2 separate regions of the Mus musculus genome follow, and region 2 is linked to region 1. The links are chromatin contacts, called in public ChIA-PET maps. All regions are on one chromosome and are shown on one strand. The core of a region is the stretch at or near the end of the contact, and the rest is flanking DNA. Distances in the headings are between cores, read along the strand shown.

The links. ChIA-PET counts read pairs in DNA pulled down with a chosen protein or histone mark.
Region 2: a contact with region 1 is called in an RNA polymerase II ChIA-PET map of memory CD8 T cells, with 10 read pairs. The contact joins two enhancer-like sites. A contact is called at or near these places in 1 of 115 datasets of contacts at active chromatin or transcription factors (memory CD8 T cells) and 3 of 9 other capture datasets (adipose tissue, liver and pancreatic islet).

What each region holds. Positions count from the first base shown.
Region 1 is chr2:32,912,961-32,919,036 of GRCm38.p6, forward strand. Niban2 (niban apoptosis regulator 2) reads left to right here. Exons shown (of 14, transcript NM_146119.2): 6 at 6,033-6,076. Among named protein-coding and RNA genes, the nearest start is that of Gm13523, 33 kb to the left of the region's middle. Within about 2 kb of position 4,696, at least 164 of the 459 cell types and tissues checked have an H3K27ac peak or open chromatin away from gene starts, as enhancers often do. A contact at or near this core is called in memory CD8 T cells, where this site is marked.
Region 2 is chr2:33,029,922-33,035,642 of GRCm38.p6, forward strand. It overlaps Garnl3 (GTPase activating RANGAP domain-like 3), which reads right to left. Exons shown (of 30, transcript NM_001355200.1): 10 at 4,789-4,864; 11 at 4,110-4,208; 12 at 1,149-1,252. Among named protein-coding and RNA genes, the nearest start is that of Slc2a8, 51 kb to the left of the region's middle. Within about 2 kb of position 3,125, at least 31 of the 459 cell types and tissues checked have an H3K27ac peak or open chromatin away from gene starts, as enhancers often do. A contact at or near this core is called in memory CD8 T cells, where this site is marked.

The DNA.
Region 1 (6,076 bases), core at 3,446-5,945:
GAGATCCACCTGCCTCTGCCTCCTGAGTGCTGGGATTAAAGGCATGCACTGCCGCTGCCCGGATTTTGCTGCTTTCTAGCAATTGATGTTACTGTTGTTTATTTTGTCTTTCCTTTCAGGGTACTGTAGTCCACTGTGGCGGGGAGGGCATGGTATATGTATGAGGTGCACTGCGTTTATAGTCAGAAAGCAGAGAGCAATGGACGCTGCTCTCTGCTCCCTTCTTATTCAGTCTGGAAGCCCAACGCATGGGGCGCCACCCAGATTTCGGGGACTCTTCCACCTTAGCTAGCCTACTCTAGAAACTTCCTCTCTGATATGTCCAGAGGTTTGTTTCCACAGTGATTCTAAACACTGTCACACTGACAACCAAGGTTAACTTGCATGGAGACTGGCTTCCCTCTTGGGTTCTAAGTAAGACAGTGATAAGTGTGCCTGTGGATTTGAGGGTACTGGAGCACGAGTCTGCTTGTGATTGGTCAAGATTTTTGTTTTTTATAGCTGGATATAATGGTTTCTGGAGGATCCCTGTGAATTCCAGAGCTAGCCTGGGCTATGTAGTGTTTCTAGGATAGCCTGGGCTACACTGGGATCCTGTCACATTACACACCAAAATATTTCTTATGATGTAGTTTCTTTCCTTCTTTACACATAGTAATCTGGAAAGGCTCCTCTCTCCTCCCCTCATTTGTAAACCTACGCTCTGACCCTTCGGCTCACTCATGCGTTCCACTAACATTTATGGCCTCTATTCTGAGCTGATGAAGGAAGAGCAAGGCACGCACCCTACCCCATACAGCCAGCTGTGTGATGGAGAGACAGATGGGGCACAGATGAGCGGCCAGGATGGTGTTCTTTTTTTTTTTTTTTTTTTGGTTTTTCGAGACAGGGTTTCTCTGTGTAGCCCTGGCTGTCCTGGAACTCACTCTGTAGACCAGGCTGGCCTCAAACTCAGAAATCCACGGGCCTCTGCCTTCCGAGTGCTGGGACTAAAGGCGTGCGCCACCACGCCCTGCTCAGGATGGTGTTCTTTGTGCTGGGCACTGGGGGATGTGTTGGGGGAGGTGCTGCCCTGAATGGAGGGAGGAGGTGATGGGGTAGGCTCCACCTGTGGAGGTGATGGATAGGCAAGGTTGGGCAAGTGCTCCCCGAAAGAGGCTGTGGCCCCCATAAAGGGTGGCTGGGAACAGAGACAATACTGTGTGTGTGTGTGTGTGTGTGTGTGTGTGAGAGAGAGAGAGAGAGAGAGAGAGAGAGAGAACACAACAGAGACAGACAGAGAGAGACGAAGTGAGGCTGGAGGGGAGCCATCAGGCCAGGTCTGGAAGGGCCTTCTAGAGTTCTGAGGAATTATAAACGTTTAGGCTTGTCCCCCAGTGTGAGGTAGTAGTGAAGGCCTTTCTGCCCTGTCCTGCTGATGTGGTCCCAGAGGCAGAGGGAGGCCCAGAGCGGCTTTACCTTGCTCTCAGGCACAGCTCTACCTCGTAGTGAGGGGAGCGTGGGCACCTGACTGAACCCAGTTCACCCCACCTCTCTACAGAGGCCTCCACCCTCTGGCATCTGTCCACTGGGAGGCAACCGGCTCTTCAGCCAGGCCAAGCCCTGCCACCTGGGCTGGGCCCTGCCCTGCTGCCCACAAAGAGCTCCTGTTCCCAGGTCCCTGGGGCTGTGGCTCTGGCTCAGGCTCTGGCTGCCTGGCCTGGGACACCCTCCTTCCTTGCTGGCCCATGAGTCCTCTGAAAGTTCCCAGGGCTGCTGGCTTACCTGCTGTGACCGAGTAGGGGACCCTAGGTCAGGTAGGGGAAGGGTGAGGACAGGACTGAGTAGGAAGGGGACACTGTTCAGTTCCCCGTGGGATATTACAGTAGGGACTGGGAATATTGGTGTGTGTGGGGGGGGGATGAGCTGGCTCAGAGCTGTGAGCCTCCAGTCTGGCACACAGCAAGCTGGAAGGTTCTGTGTGTCCTGGGCTGGAGTGGACACATAAAAGACTGTGACAGAAAGTCCCACCCCCAGGCCAGCTCTCTTTACCCCCTGCAGGAACTGACAAGGCCAGTTCCAGGCATGGCCCTTCCCTCCAACCCAGGACTGTGAGAAAGTTCTCTGCTTCCTCCCCTGTTGAGACTGGGCCTGGAATTCATGGGGCCTGGAATTGCTCAGTCCTGGCCCTGCCAGGAAGTGGGGGTGGATGGGTCAGGGAAGGAGGCCAAGGTGGGTGGCGGCTAGCCTGGCTAGGGCCCCCTTCACACGCTGCATTCCTGGAGCAGTGGGGGTGTCAGGAGGCAGCAGGGCACTCACTTTTGTCCTAGGCCTGGTGTCCATGTCCTGCTCCGGCTTGGGCTCTGCCTAGACTAAGGAGGTCCTGGGTTCCAGCCCCATTTAACTAGCCCCCACCCCCAGCCATGTGCTTGAAAGTCAGTGGCTTTGCCCATCCTAGTCTCGATTTGAGACAGTTTTTTTTAAATTATTTTTTGAAGATGTATTAATTTATGTATATGAATATACTGTTGCTGTCCTCAGACACACCAAAAGAGGGCACTGGATCCCATACAGATGGTTGTGAGCCACCATGTGGTTGCTGGGAATTGAACTCACCTTTGGAAGAGCAGTCAGTGCTCCTAACCGCTGAGCCGTCTTTCCAAATGTCCTGATATTTGTGACAGTCTTGATACTTAACCTGGGCTGGCCTTGAACTTGCTGTATTCCTCCTGCCTTGACTCCCCCCCCACCTCCCTCAGTGCAGGCATGATACACATCACCACCAGACACACTGCACACGTGCTAGAACCTCAGTTTCTTTGAAGCTGAGACTAGCCCCCACTCCATCCCATTCCCCCTCCTTTAAGGATGAAATGGGCTGATGCAAGTGAAGTTTCAGGCTGGGCCTGGGTGGCTTACACAACAGAAATGTGCTTTCTTCTAGTCCAGTAGACTGGAGAGGACCAGGTTGGTGTCTGTAGCAGGCTCATTCCTCTGCTGAACACACTGGTTTTTCTTTTTTCCTTTTTTCTGAGGCAGAGTCTTGTCCAGGCTGGCCTCAAACTTCTATGTTCAGAGTGATCATTCTGCCTCAGATCTCTGTCAACTCAACGCCAAGACTACATAGTGAGTCTGCTTCCAGTAGACCATCCATCCCCTCCTTTCTGGGAGAGGTGTGATGGCTCAGATGGGAGCAGCATGGTGAGTTCCAGGCCATTCTGGGCTAAGGCTGTCTCAAAAGCAAGCGAGGGAGCAAGGGAGCGAGGGAGTGAGGGAGTGAGGGAGCGAGGGAGCGAGCACAGGGCAGCCTCGGTGAATGAAGTTTTGCTGTGAAGCCGGAGGGTCTGAGTCTGGATCCCTAACAGCCACATCAAAGTCCGACGCAGACGCCAGGGGCTCCCTGGCCAGCCAGCCCAGCTGACACGGACTCCAGGTTCAGTGAGAGCCTCTGTCTAAAAACATAAGGTGGAGGGGCTGAGACAGCTCTGTGGTTATGAGCACTGGCTGCCTTCCAGAGGGCCTGGGTTCGATTCCCAGCACCCACATGTGGCTCATATCCAGTTTCCTATGTCTAGTACCTAGACATGCATGCAGGCAAAATGCTCATACACATAAAATTAAATTAAATTTAAAAATAAATGAGATGGAGAATGGTAGAAGACACTTCACATTGACCTTTGGCCTCAACATGGACATACATGGATGAGTGAAAGCATACACATGTATTCACACACATACATACACACACATACATACATACATACACACATATACATACACACATACATACACATGCATACACAGACACATATATACACATACATACATACACATAGACACATATACATACAGATACATACATATACGCACACACATATACGCACACACATACACATATACACACACATATATTTACATACATACATACATACATACATACATATACACACACATATGCACACTAAAACAAATAAATTTGAAGCTGGGCAGTGGATAAGTATGCTTTTAATCCCAGCTCTCCGGAGGCAGAGGCAGAAACAGGTGGATCTCTGTGAGTTTGAGACCAGCCTGGTCTACAGAGGGAGTTCCAGGACAGCCAAGGCTACACAGAGAAACCCTGTCTTGAAAAACCAAAAATAAAATCAAAATTTCCTTTTTCATGAAGATATCGGTTTAACTAGATGTGGCTCAGCCTGACCTCTCTGTTGAGCTTCGCTCTTAGGAAAGATGAGTTGTTCTAAATTCAGCCCTGTTCTGGGGTGCGTTGCCCGTGAACACAGCAGGCTCACAAGTAGCTGGTTGTGCAGAATGGGGAAGGTCCTTAGTTGGGAGCATCCCTGCTGCTGCCCCGCCCATTGTGCCACCCACCAAGCCACCCTCCCTTGCTGGGGCACCCTTGACCTGCACGCTCGCTTGCTTCGTTGCATCTTCCTTGCTACACGCAGGATGGAAATTTCTAGCCTTGGTAATTTATATATTGCCAGATCTCCCAGACAGAACTCAGACTCCAGGAGAGCGTGTCCTTCTGAGAGCCTGGCTGGGGCTTCCTCTCAGGCCCACATTGGCTGCCCTGACTTGGGTACTACTTCTGCTGATACACCTCTGCTCTGCCCCGAGCCTCGCCCTGTGGGTCCTCCAATGCAGGGATGGGTGCTGTTGGCTCTGAGTCTCTGGGTCCCGTGGTAGAATGTCCTCTGGCTCTGACAGACAGTGATTCCTGTGGGCGGCTGGCTGTGGGGAAGGGAGGGGCTCTTTTCTGTAGGGTGACTCAGCCTGTTGTCACTGCAGTGGGCGCTGTGGCTTGTGACGCATGAACTGCAGTTTCTCCTTCTTGGGTTCCGGGGACACCGTGGTCAGAGGCACGTGGCTAGGGCTAGCGTGTTAACCATCCTCTCTCCCTACTTGAATGTGGCCACTTCCCGCCTCTTGTTTCCTCTTGTTTTCCTAGCTAGGTAAACAACTTGTTTATTTACTCTCCTGCCCTGTGACACAGGCCACCATCACCACCAGTAGCAACAGCAACGTAGAAAAAGCATGTTTTCCTACTCGTTAGCAATGGTCACGCTCCCAATTTTCTCTTCCATCCTTCTTTCCCACCCAGGAACTGAACTCAGGACCTTATGCAGATTAGACACACCCTGCCACTGGGCTGCAGCCCCAGCCCTTCAGTCAGTAAAGTTTTAGCGTCTGTACAAATAAGGTACATAGACAAGCCAGACCTGGGGCCCATTTCTAAAGAGAAATAGCTCCTCAGCTTCTGATAGAAAGTGCACTTGAGGAGCTGGGCCTGCAGCTCAGTGGTCAAGTGTTTGCCTGACATACTCAGGGCCCTGGGTCCCATCTCCAGGACCTCAAAAAAACCAAAACCACACAAAGTGTTATTCAAGAGGCCCTGGTGCTATCCTTCTGGACTTCCTGTAGCTCACTGTCTGCACATTGCAGCTCAGAGGTCCCTAGAGCATGTTGGGGGGGGGCAGGATAGGGTCATTGTTCCCATAAGAGCAAATTGAGGCTCTTTTGGGGTTCAAGGTCCAGAAAGCAGTGCACGGGTCAGGTTCAGCCCCCGGCCTACTTTTGCAGCAAGGTGTATTGACAAAGAAAAGCTCTGTTGTTTGCAACCTGGATGTTAGGTCTAGCGTTGGGACAGAGGCCGTCTGGCTTGTGCAGCTGGAAATATTTACCGTCTGTCACACCACGGGAGGGTCACAGGACACGAATGCAGCCACATGTGGGGAGCAGGGCTAGAATGTGAGTCTCAGGTGTCCTAGAGCTATGCCGTGCAGTCTTTAGGGCTGGATGGCTTTTCTCACCTCGTTTGGCTGTTCATTACTCTCAGCTGTTTTTCTGTGGGGTGGGTTAATGGCTGTGCTGGGTCAGGGTGGTGGTATCTTGGAGGACGAAGGAGATTCGGAGAGGGATGGGTAGCAGGGGTTGCCATGGTGCTACAGGGTGAACCACGGCCTTCTCCTGCTGTGCATGCCCTGGCTGGGTAGTCTTGGCGGACGACTGGAAGGTCCATTGCTGACCCCTTTCTCTCCTTCTGTCCTGGGCAGGGATCCCGGAGAACTCAAAGGTGGAGGGCCCTGCATTCACAGAC
Region 2 (5,721 bases), core at 1,875-4,374, 120 kb after region 1:
GACTCACACTACTTGTTCTTATCTCTGTGTATACATCACATGTATAGATGCAGGCAAACCAAACCAAACCAAACCAAACCAAACCAAACCAAACCAAACCAAACCAAACCAAACCAAACCAAACCCAGCATCCCATATATTTTTTGTATCTAAATTCTAACAGTTTGGATTTTTTTCTCCTGAAAATGGCCAACCTCTGGGTTGGGAAAGGAGAACACTGAGGGAACAACCCAGCATGGCCAGACCATGTAGACAGCCATGGTTACCTTCAACTTCAACCTGAAAACTGCTTCTAATGCCACACAACCATCTGTCTTAGGATTTCTCTTGCTGTGATAAACCGCCACTGACCAAAGTCAACATGGGGAGGAAACGCTTCAATTATCACACTCTGCCATCTAAGGACGTCACAGCAGGAGTTAACACAGAGGCAATTTTGACAAGGCCAAAGGCACACTGAGAGAAGTCACAGGGAGAAGACATGTTAAGTACAGACCAGCCTGCAAGGTGTCTCCTTATGGTTTGAGCAGACCTCTCAGTACTGGAAGCCTGACTGCAAGCGTGGAGTAGCTAAGAGATGGGGGCCTTTAGAGGGGAGCCTGGTGTGAGGTGATAAGGTCTTGGTTGGGGTTAACATGTTTCTCATGGGAGTTCATTCTTGCTCAGTTAGGCCTGTCTGTAACCTAACCTGGGTTTCTCATGCTTCCTCTATGCCTTGTGATTTCTTCTTTGTCTGTACCACATACTAACCACCTTGAGGGTCTCACTAGAGCTCGGAATACCAGTGCTCTTGAAACAACATGACATTGAGCTACATAAACTTCTTTATAACGTTCCCAGGCTCCAGGTATTTTGTTATGACAATGCAGCATAGACGTAGAGTCTTTAAAATCATAGTTACACATGTACACTCACAGGCTCACTACTATCTCTGATCCTGTCTTGAAGATGACAGAGGCAGTACCAATAGGCTTCCTGTTTGTTTGCAGTTCACACAGACATTAAAAAGTGCCTGAATTGGTAGCTGGTAACTGAAGTGGAGCTCACGGTAACACACCTCGTCTCTAATTGTATAAAGCACTGCAGTGCTCATCCACGTTCAGTCACATGATCGTTTGTGTCCTCGGAGAGCCCGATATCACACATACCTGCTGTCTGTTCTCTTTGGAATATGGCAACATGGTGGAAACGTGAAACATGACCTCATGCCCTTGGTACACAGTATAGACTGAGTTGATCCCTGTGGTGTTATCTGTAAAACACAAGAACACAGTCAGTGGGCACAGAGTTTTACACGGGCATGTAGATGAAGGCATGCTCCCAGTACACTCTCAAAGACCTGGTTTATCAGTTGTGGGGAGCAGGAGAGGCTCGCCTGAGGTTAACTCTTTACTTCGAACGAGGCTCCTACTCGTGCTGCAGTCCCTCCCCTTCCCGTGGCCGTGGGGTAAGGGTACAGCTCACACAAGCTGTGGGGCTCAAAAAGTCAAGGTGAGGTTCTGAAGAACTGTACAGTGAGTAAAGGCGCAGGCTCTGGAGGTAGACGAACCAGCCTGAGTCCTCACTGGCTGGGTTACTCCTTTCCACTCCCCAATGCTTTATCATTCTTTTGTAATTTGATTTTTAAAGCTTTGTTACTTAGCGTTTACATGTGTGGTGAGTCTAGGGGTCTATATATAGTATCTGCTTCAATTGCTCTCTACCTTATTTTTTCTTAAAGTTTGGCTGTTTGATTTAAAGCAATATGTTAATTACATATTGTTGTGCAAGTTATTTCAAATCTTGGAGGACTGAACCAAGGACTAATACATTTTAAAAATATTTATTTTTTAAATTTTATGTGTTTGAGTGTTTTGCCTGCATGTATGTCTGTGCATCATGTGTATGCAATGCCCATGGAATCCAAAGGAGGGCATTAGATCACTTAGAACTGGAGTTATAGACAGTTGTGAGCTGCCATGTGGGTGCTGGGACTTGAACCCAGGTCTTCTGGAAGAGCAGCCAATGCTGTTAATCACCGAGCCCTCTCTCTCTCCAGCCCCTTCTATATTTGCTTGTTTATTTATTTATTTATTTGAGCTGAGTCTCTCACTGAACCTGGAGGTCACTGATTTGGCTTGAGTGGCTGTCTAGTAAGCTCCAGGAATCCTCCTGTCTCCATCTCCCCTAGTGCTGGAATTACAAGCATGTACCCCCACACCTGGCCTTTAAAAAGGGGTGCTGGAATTAACCTCCAGTCCTCATGCTTACATGTCAAGCACTTTTCCAGAGGAGCCATCTCCCCAGACCCCATGCTACTTTTGGTAAGTCATCCCATTTTTCTCTTATCCTGTTTTATAATTTGGAAATGGATGCAGGGAAGACTCAGCGAGATAGTCCTTGCAAGGTGCTTAACCTGGCAGAAGACCTGGTGATCAGAGGGCTCAGGAGATGGTACTCAGGACCCCTACAGTGAGCAGAGAGCTGACCATGGTGCTCAGGAACACATCACACACATGAAAAAGCATGTCAGGGGGAAGGTGGTAACCAAGGCCTTTCCACAGCCCTCCTCACACATGGCTGTCATGCTCTGAATCTGTGTGCACCTCTAGGAAGAAAAGCTGTTAGGTAGTCAGGCTGCCTGGACTGAAAGTCTGCCACATTTAGGCTACAAGAGCCTGTGTCACCTGCTTGACTTTCTTTGAGGTTTGACGGAAGATCAAACAAAGCGACTAACACAGAAACCCAAACTGCTGGAAATGCTCCTCAGCTAGAGCCTGAGCTTGCCATCTAGTCTCTTTCATCCACCTCGTTGCTTCCCGGGCTTTCCCTTCCAACCCAGCTCTCTACCAGCTACTTCAGGCCAGAGATCCAGGGACCCTATGAGAATCCTTCTTCCTCCCTATCTCCACTTTCTAATATCATGGAACCCTGTGCCTGAATTCTCAGTGCTGGAATTCATACACTTGTCTCCCTGCCAGCCAGCTGTTCCCTGGCCACGACAGCTGTCCCCTTACCCCCATTTAGACTGTGGGATCTGGTTCTCTAGGGGCTCCTCTGGCCTGTTCCCTCTAGATTATCTTCCCTGCAGATCTGCCCTAAGGGGACCTCAGTGACATGCAAGGGGACTTCAAACTCCCTGCAGGGCCACCTCTTCTCTTCTCTAAGTCTTCAAAAAGTAACAGTTTGAGGCCCTACTTCCTGTTCTCTGACTCCATCCCCCTGTCTACCTCTCTTCTCTAAAGCAGCTAACATCTCACATTGGCACTTGTCATTTCCACAGGGTCAGATTGTATCAGTCGTCCGCATAGTTGAGAACTATAAACTCAGACTGGGAATAGCCACTGCTTGCTTGGCTTGCTTTGTCTCTCATTCGAATTGCAACTTTCTTGGTCCCTTTGCTCCTTCCAGCCAGAAAGCCATTCTCTTAGTTTCTAGCACGCCATGTTCTTTCAGCCTCAGGGACTCCACAGATGCTCCCTGTTTGAAATTCTTTTCTCCAGACTCTCCAACTGTTCCCACTCATCACTCCCAAGTTCCCCCAGAGAAGTCTTCTGTAATCCCCAGAGTCGGCAAAGTGCCCGTGGCACTCTCTGCGCCAACTCAATCCTGTAAGCACTGATTGCCAAGCTATTTCATAACCGTCACTCACGTGACTGGCGCTTGTGCCATCCAGGGGACTATAGGCTCCTTGCAAGGCAGGGGTCATGTTGAGCCTAGCCTGGTTCTGGCATACAGATGGTGCTCATTGGTAAATGCAGCTATGGGACAATGGAGACTTGTGTTGGAAGGCAACTTTCCTGTGTGACTCTCACTGAGGCAAATTGCACTTGTGACTATGTTACCAGGCTCTATAACCTCATGAGATTCCACAACAGATGTAGTCCTTCGTTGATGGAAATGTCATTCATTTGTGTATTGGCTGATCGTGTCTCCTAGTGCTTCCTATGGGTTTCAAGGGCTGATTAGTCTTATAAAGCCAACAAATAGACTCAGTAACCTTGATCGTGTCATCCTGGGATAATCCTCAGGCTCTCCAGTTTCTGGTTCTTTCGTTTCCCTCTCTTGGGTATAAGTAACAGAATTACTTATTTTGACAAGTTACTAATTTTGACAAGGGGAATGCTTACTTTTGGTGTCCAGACCGCCACGGTAGCCTGTCCAGCCCTTTAGAGTAATGGTGTCACCGAGGAGATTTAAAAATTTTTGAAAAGCTTCACTTCCAATTTCTGCAAGAAAAGGCACAGATGTCAATCTCTGGTCCTCATTTTTTAACCATAAAGAAGTCACAGATAATGGTGCTGTTGATGTGCACAGTATCAAAGCATGAGGTCACATCACTTTTTACCCAAGGGCTATAAGGAAGTCTTGTAATTTTCAGGAACCCAAGGGAAGGCAAACAGACAGGTGAACCAGACCTTGGGCATGCAGTATTGAGGAATGAAGGGGCTATTGTTGCTCTGCCCAATGATAGACAGGGTTGTAACATGAAAGACACAAATATAGGAAGATGATACTGTCTTTATAGTAACTCAGCCAGAAGCAGCAAGGGAAGATCTTGCACTCTGTAGAACCAGATTTCCTAAACTTGTGTGTGTTCCCCACACCCCTGGCTATGTTCTCCAGTGCCCACTGCAGGGACTCGTACGCATATGACTGAAGCTGATCAAGAACCACCTTACAAAATTCCGTAAACTGCCTCCTGGTATTGGAGATTCCAGCCCAAGCAGACATTTGGTTTCAGCGGCGGGAAAGGCAGTCAAAGGCAGGGTTGCCCTTGGCGGGGGTACAGAGGGGATGCTTGCTCACCATTGCTGAACATCTCGTCATCTGTGAGCTGCCCATCTTTGGCAAAAAGAACCCCAAATTTGAAATTCACAGAGCCCTTACAACGAGACAGCAAAAGACACACCAGTTAGTTTCATCACTAAAGCACACCTAGTTATAAGCTACAGTGTTTGCCATTAAGGATCACTGTGGTCAGCAGAGTGGACACTTGGGGGATTCTTTCCTCCCATTGGCCCCAGTACTGACCAGTGTTAACAAGAGTCACTCTTTTTTTTTTTTTTTTTTTGTAGGTTACAACATAGCATAGAGACGAGGTGATCCATGCTTGCATCAGCGAATCCATTTGGAATTTCATTACTGATGGGATCAGGAGGATGCTAGGTCCATGCAGGGGCATCGTAGTGCTTCTGAGAAATGGCCACAGGCACCCATGGGCTTGGCACCATGTTCTGATCTATGCAACAGCAACAGTTCCCAGAAGAGCAGGGGAGCTAATTGTAACTGAGAGCCAAACATAACAATCTTAGGCTGACGTCTGGTAGGCTCTTCTAGAAATAGATATGGAAATTGTGGGCAATTTATATGAAAAGCTCACTCCCCCATTCCTGAAGATATTTAATCTGAACAAGTCCAGATGTTCGAATGAGAGACAAAGCAAGCCAAGCAAACAGTGGCTATTCCCAGTCTGAGTTTATAGTTCTCAACTATGCAGACAACTGATACAATCTGACCCTGTGGAAATGACAAGTGCCAATGTGAGATGTTAGCTGCTTTAGAGAAGAGAGGTAGACAGAGGGGTGGAGTCAGGGAGCAGGAAGTAGGGCCTCAAACTGTTACTTTTTGAAGACTTAGTTTCATTTATGTGTTTGTATTACCATAATTCATTATAATGCTGTATTATGTGGTGGTTATAGTCACCACATAAGTACAGGTACCCTTGGAGGCTAGAATTCA